2 separate regions of the Mus musculus genome follow, and region 2 is linked to region 1. The links are chromatin contacts, called in public Hi-C maps. All regions are on one chromosome and are shown on one strand. Each heading gives the region's core, a stretch centred on a gene start, on an enhancer-like site or on the middle of the called end of the contact. The rest is flanking DNA. Distances are from core to core; before and after follow the strand shown. Region 1 has its middle 270 kb from the start of Etaa1. Region 2 has its middle 19 kb from the start of Gm39602.

Evidence for each region. A called contact is a pair of places that touch in the nucleus more often than the background predicts.
Region 2: a contact with region 1 is called in a Hi-C map of uterus, with 3 times the contacts expected there. The contact joins two enhancer-like sites. A contact is called at or near these places in 18 of 484 Hi-C or Micro-C datasets (the 3T3-L1 cell line, 3T3-L1-derived adipocytes, adipose-derived mesenchymal stem cells and 11 more) and 1 of 115 datasets of contacts at active chromatin or transcription factors (astrocytes).

Annotation. Positions count from the first base shown.
Region 1 is chr11:17,685,006-17,687,980 of GRCm38.p6, forward strand. No RefSeq gene overlaps it. Among named protein-coding and RNA genes, the nearest start is that of Etaa1, 270 kb to the right of the region's middle. Within about 2 kb of position 1,571, at least 57 of the 459 cell types and tissues checked have an H3K27ac peak or open chromatin away from gene starts, as enhancers often do. A contact at or near this core is called in astrocytes and uterus, where this site is marked.
Region 2 is chr11:19,759,825-19,762,799 of GRCm38.p6, forward strand. No RefSeq gene overlaps it. Among named protein-coding and RNA genes, the nearest start is that of Gm39602, 19 kb to the left of the region's middle. Within about 2 kb of position 1,452, at least 34 of the 459 cell types and tissues checked have an H3K27ac peak or open chromatin away from gene starts, as enhancers often do. A contact at or near this core is called in astrocytes and uterus, where this site is marked.

The DNA.
Region 1 (2,975 bases), core at 321-2,820:
CTGATAGCAGTTCAAGGACTCCAATATGTTGACATGACATCATAAGTTGATTGTCTTTTAAAAATGCAATATTTCATCATTTATAGGTTGACCCTATTCCAGGACCCAAAGGAAAATGGAAAATAGGACTTAGAACTTGAAAGAGAAAATTTGAGTGAGCCTTCAGTTTAATGCAGTTTCCATTCTTGGAGCCAAAAGGCTCTGTAGGCAATACACAGAAGGAGTTGCAGAGGATGAGGGAGTGGAGACTTTTGGTTTCGTTACATACTCGCTGTACCACTGCATCAGGGTGTCTAGGATTTTTGCCCTCATGATGAAATTATGGGTGTTATCCTTCATTTCCTGTTTTGGAAAATGGTTTGACTTATGAAAAACAGGTTAATTGCATATTGTTTTTGTGAATTAGGTTGCTAATTTTTCACATCATAATTAAGCTAATTAGAATTCTATTATTTTCCAACAGTTTTAATGAGGTCTTCTACTTGGCAAGGAACCTGTGAGACCAAAAACCATTGCCATTTGTTAAAAGATGGAGAAACCCCGATGACAAGCAGAGTTTCAATTGCATTTCAGTTAATACGATTTATTCGTTAAGCTGATTATATTTTGTTGCTTCAAGTCTGACAAACTTCTAAAGTTGTCCACTTTTCTACTATGTCTCTGTTGCTCTATCTCCACTCCCGCCTCCATTCCTCCTTAGAGAATTTGTGGCGTCTGGGTTAAAATAGGTGGAAACAGTCTCTGTTTCCAGCCACCGCTCCCCAGCTTGGTTGGAATGCTCATCTGGTTGTGATAGAGCCTGCGGGTTCGGCCAGCAGTTCTTAAAATAGTTCCTTGGCTTATAAAAAAAATAGTCATTTGGGCAGCTCAGGGTTTGTTCTCTGGCTGCTTCTGGCAACTTGCTTTGGGGGGCACTGTTGCTCCAGTTTGGGAGTTACAGCTGGGCTTTAGTGAGTGATGGCTCTCTCTTGCACAATCTCAGATCTGCACCCCTTGTCAAGTAATCATTACAAATGTTTCACATAGGAGCAAGCTGGCACTAAGCAAAGGTCTGCCTTTTAAAAGAAGCATGGGCCCTAGGGGTGGGGACCACTCTGTCCTGACCATTGTAACATTTTCCCCTTTGACAGTGTAATTAAGTGCTAATTAACTAAATGAGTGTAAATGAGTGAAGGTTGAGATAAATATCTACATCTTCTTAATCTATTTTCCCCTCGAAGATTTGATAAAGGAAATTTGGATTTAATGGAAGATATCTGTCAATTATTTTTTTTAAGGTGGCAAATCTGTTTAGAAGGAACTGAAATACACCAGTTTTAATTTCTACAGGACAAGTTAACAGCATATGAATATAAGAGAGGTGCCATAAAATGGGGATGTGGTGCTGCAATAATTATGGTAAGGAGGCTTGGTGAAACTACCTTTTGCAAACATCTGCTTTCTGCTTTTTTTCATATCCTGCAGATGTTGCTGAACTGATGAAAAATACTGACAGGAGAATACATTAGCCCATGAAGTCATTTCAATGAATAAAGCAAAGACTAGCTTTTAACTTTCTAAAAAATCTACTTAGAAAAGAACTCTGCTTCCAGAATAGGGAGAGATTACACCAATAATTGAGAGGGGCCCAGGGCCTTCTAAAAGCGTCAATAGTGATCTCTTCTTGCCAAAGGGGAGAAGAGATGCTTTGTGGGGGAGCAGCCAGGGTAATAAATGAGAATCTTTGTAATTCAGGCACTTTTCCATTACCTTCCATGGTGAGTGATTAGAAATGAGACTGAGGAGCAGCCATGGAAAGCCCACTTTTGTGCTTGGCAGTAGAGCAAAAAGCTGCTGAGTTTTGCCCCAACTACCCTGCCTATCCTGCTAGGCAGCCCCTGAGGCTGAGACCAGAAACAGATTGACAGCTCTTGGGTTGGAGCAAGAATCTTGGAAAGGAGGTGCTATTTGTGGTTCCGGGCAGTCAATACCCTTCCCAGACAGGAAGTGGTAAGTCAGGCACATGTATGCTAAACTGCCTGGAAAGCAAGGACTGAGCCTGGGAAACGGCATTTAATGGGGTTCAGTTGCATATGAGATTAAAACCCTGAAATAAATGCAAAAGAACTATTTTGGCCTATACCCTATTTGGCAGGAGGATTAAGAGCCTGAAATAGTCCTCTGGCTGCCTGGGAACTCTGAATCACTCCCATTATTGATATAGCCACTTCGAGTCACAGCATCATGTGTTCAGAAGGCCCCAATTAAAATGTACAACAAGTGTTTTTCTGATAACCAACCTGGCAGATAAGAAGGATGTACTTATATAATGTTTTTGTTAAAAGAAAGACAACAAGAAAGAAAGAAAGTAAGAAAGAAAAAGAAAAAAGAAGAGAGAGAGAGAGATTCCAAAACAGAAACTGCACTTTTCTAATTCTTCTCTGAATTGACCTTTAATTGCTTACAGCTAGTAGTATCATCCTTTTTTCTTTTTCTTTTTTCCTTCTGAGGCAAAAGGACAAATCTGCACCATGTCTCGGGAAAGACTTTTTATTGTCTGTTCTATGAGGCCTGGAGGTCCCTGGAGAGGGATTCTTTCCTGACCACACAATCCTTCTGTTTTAGCCACAATGCACGGGTGATACCACCAATTACCTCTCTCCAGCTCTACCATTTACTCTAGTACTGGTGCATGGCATATTTCTTACTGGCATTAAAGGCGTTGCTTCATCTTTCCTCCTACCCAACCCTTCTTTTCTCTGCACCTGGCTAATTTCGGACTGTGATTTATCAGCTGTATTTCTCAATGCAGATTATCAGGTTCAACTCAATATGACCAGTTCTTGCTCCTTTGGGGGAATCTTGGCCCTAATGTAGAGTGGTATTTAAAGGCTATTTAGCCTCATTGGCAATATCATCATAATAACTTGTAACATTTATGCCTCTTCTAGTATGAGTGACATAGCTCCTCGGCTGTTTTAGTTCACTGATCATCT
Region 2 (2,975 bases), core at 202-2,701, 2.1 Mb after region 1:
ATGGTCCAAACTCTGAGCTCTGCTTCAGTATGCGGAAGCATGCCTTGTTCTGTTTTGTTTTCCGAGACAGGGTTTCTCTGCGTATCCTGGAACTCCCTTTGTAGACAACACTACCTCCCTCTGTGTCCTCACAGAGTCCCACTATGTCTGACTGGTATTTTCCTCTTATAAAGACACCATTCCCTTTGGACCCAAGGCCATCCTAATGACCTGTCCCGTACTGGCTAGTTTTATGTCACCTTGACACAAGCTAGAGTCATTTGAGAAGAAAGACTCCAACTGAGAAAATGCTTCCATAAGATTGGCCTGTAGGCAAATCTGTAGGGTGTTTTCTTTATTAGTGACTGATGAGAATGGGCCCGGTCTATTGTGGGTGGTGCCTCCCCTGGCTGGTGATCCTGGGTGCCATAAGAAAACAAGCTGATCAAGCCATGGAGAGCAAGCACATTCTGAGGTACAGGGGGAGATGTTAAGACTTTAACACATGAACTGGGGGCCCAGAACTCAGCCCTTCTTTAAGGATAGCTAGATACTACATGTTTTGAGGTGTGGCTCTCCAGAGAATGCTGATAAATAAACACACTTAAAACTAACTATACAAATAACGAAGCACCTCTGCCCCGATGGTCACAGGAGTGACTATAAAACCTAGGCATGGTTATATACTCTTCCCAGAAACGATGGGGATCTGTGGATTATAATCTAGGATTCACATAAAGAATACTGCACGCAGCATTAGGGTAATTTTCCTCAAAGGAACAGCTTCGCTTTAATTCTGTACGTTTTAAGATATCCAGAATCACTTTCCCTAAGCAATTATGATTTCACAAAACGCTGTCAGGGCATTTGCAGAGTTTTACTGCCCAGATAGAACCCGATGCCTGGAGCTTTGGGGAGTGATTTATTATTTGCTCTGGTGGAAGGTTGCTAAGTAAGATTTATTCAGTAAGAACAGCCATCTGAACGGTACGTAAGATATGTGTTTGGCTGTGAGGGAGACTTCTTTTTCTCCTTTCTTCAAGTGGGCTTACTCTCTATACTCAGAAATATGCACATTTGCATCCCCACTTTGGTGACATTAGGGGCACTGCTAGGCATTTTGACAAATCAGTTCCTTTCCACTGTTCCCATTTGAACTTTAGCTCTCAGAAACGTTTAACAAACTGTCATACTAAAAACAGCCAAGAGCAGTGCCGAAGACCGTTGATGAAATCTCTTGGGTATCCATCCGCTTTCCATGTTTCATTCTGAATATTTCTTCATTGCATTTTCTGAGGGCTACGGACGTCCTGGGAAGCAAAGCAGCCAATGCTTTCACTCATACCATCTCAGAGAACTCCGATTCTTAAGAAAAAGAAAACAGCGATAATGCCAACTTTGTTTCTCAGAGCTGTAAAAAGTAACAGGCGCCATTGTTGGCCTACTTGCGCCCCCTAGTGTCTATAACGTACTGTTGCTTTTTGCAAAGGGGATGCTGAAGAATTGGAACCAAAGGAAGCTGCTATCCCTATTTTCCTCTACTTAAGATACAATAACCTCCTTCACGCCAAGGTGGCCGGCACTTTGTAGCTCGCCTTCTCCCCAGAAGGTCTGCATTTCATCGAGAGCACTGAGGCAGAGGCAACGCTGCTTGATGGCAAAAATTCAGGCAGAAGAAAGCAGTTTCCTTTGCACTCAGGCTGGGGTTTGGAGTGGGTACAGTGGAACTTTTAAAGAGTCATCAACACCTCTAATCCCTGCCCTTCTACCAGCAGACAGAGGGGGGAAACAACACATCTCTTGCTTCTGCTTCTACACTAGGCCATCCCCATCCCTGTGCCTGGCTGAAATTTCAGCTCTGGGTGGCCATGTCCAGCAGGGTACCTCACCAAGAGCACAGCAACCGGGTGGAAACACATGGGAATGTTCTGGGCGGAGTCCAACAACCCTCCCAAGGCTCCCTGTGTAGGTCAGGGAGTTCTGAGGGCAGACTGCCATTCTCCAAGACAGCATTAGACTGAAGCAGGCAGCACGGAGCAGAGCAGAGTGGTGAGAGGGAGGCTGGACAGGGCTAGGTAGGAGAGGTTTCTGAGCTCTGGCCTCAGCTCCTTACTTAACTTCTCCCAGGTATTTGGAATTGGCTTCTTCCCCAATTAGAAGAAACGGTGGACACCATACAGCCAGTGCCCCAGTGCAGTCCAGACAGAACCTTGAAGAAAATAGGAGGGATGTGCACACCACAGGGAAGCTGCAGGCTCACCGCCACCAATTCACACCCGCTCTCAGTCCATAACCCCAGGGGAGATCGTAGCAAGTGGCAGAGAGTCCAAGGTTGGATTCAGTGTTGTTTCAAATGTGTATAGTGGGACAACTCGAATAGAACCTGAATAGGCTCTGGCGGGCCTGAGTTTGAATCTCAATTCTGCCTGATTATCTCTATAACCTTCAGCAAGTTTTCTGTCCTTTAACTGCCTGCTCAGAGGTTAGATCCTCCAAACAGGCCCCTCAGAGGACCCCGCAGAAAGGGGCATGTTCCTTCCTTATGTGTCTTGAACTTCATAATCCCTTACAGTTTTTGTTCAGAACACATATAAACACCTCTCATAATTTTATAGTCTGGTTACGAAGTAAGATGTTTGATTTCCTCCCTGTTCAGTGAGGGCGGGGACCACAGCACAGCTCTCCTCCCTCACCCCCACCCACCCCCATCCCTGCCAGCTTATCTCAGGGAGGGACATGCAGAATACACACAATAAAAAGTTTAAGAGATTAATTCATTGGACTAAGCTTTTGCCATTTTATTTTAACACATTAACATACCACTTCCCTCCTAGGTGTGTTGTTGTAAAGGCTAAAGAGGTATAGGTATAGATAATATAGATACTGATGGTGTATATATAGGAATAGGTAGAGCGGTTGTAAATGACATGATAGAGATGATATATAGATATATAGATTACCTTGATATAAGTATATATAAAGATCATATGCATATA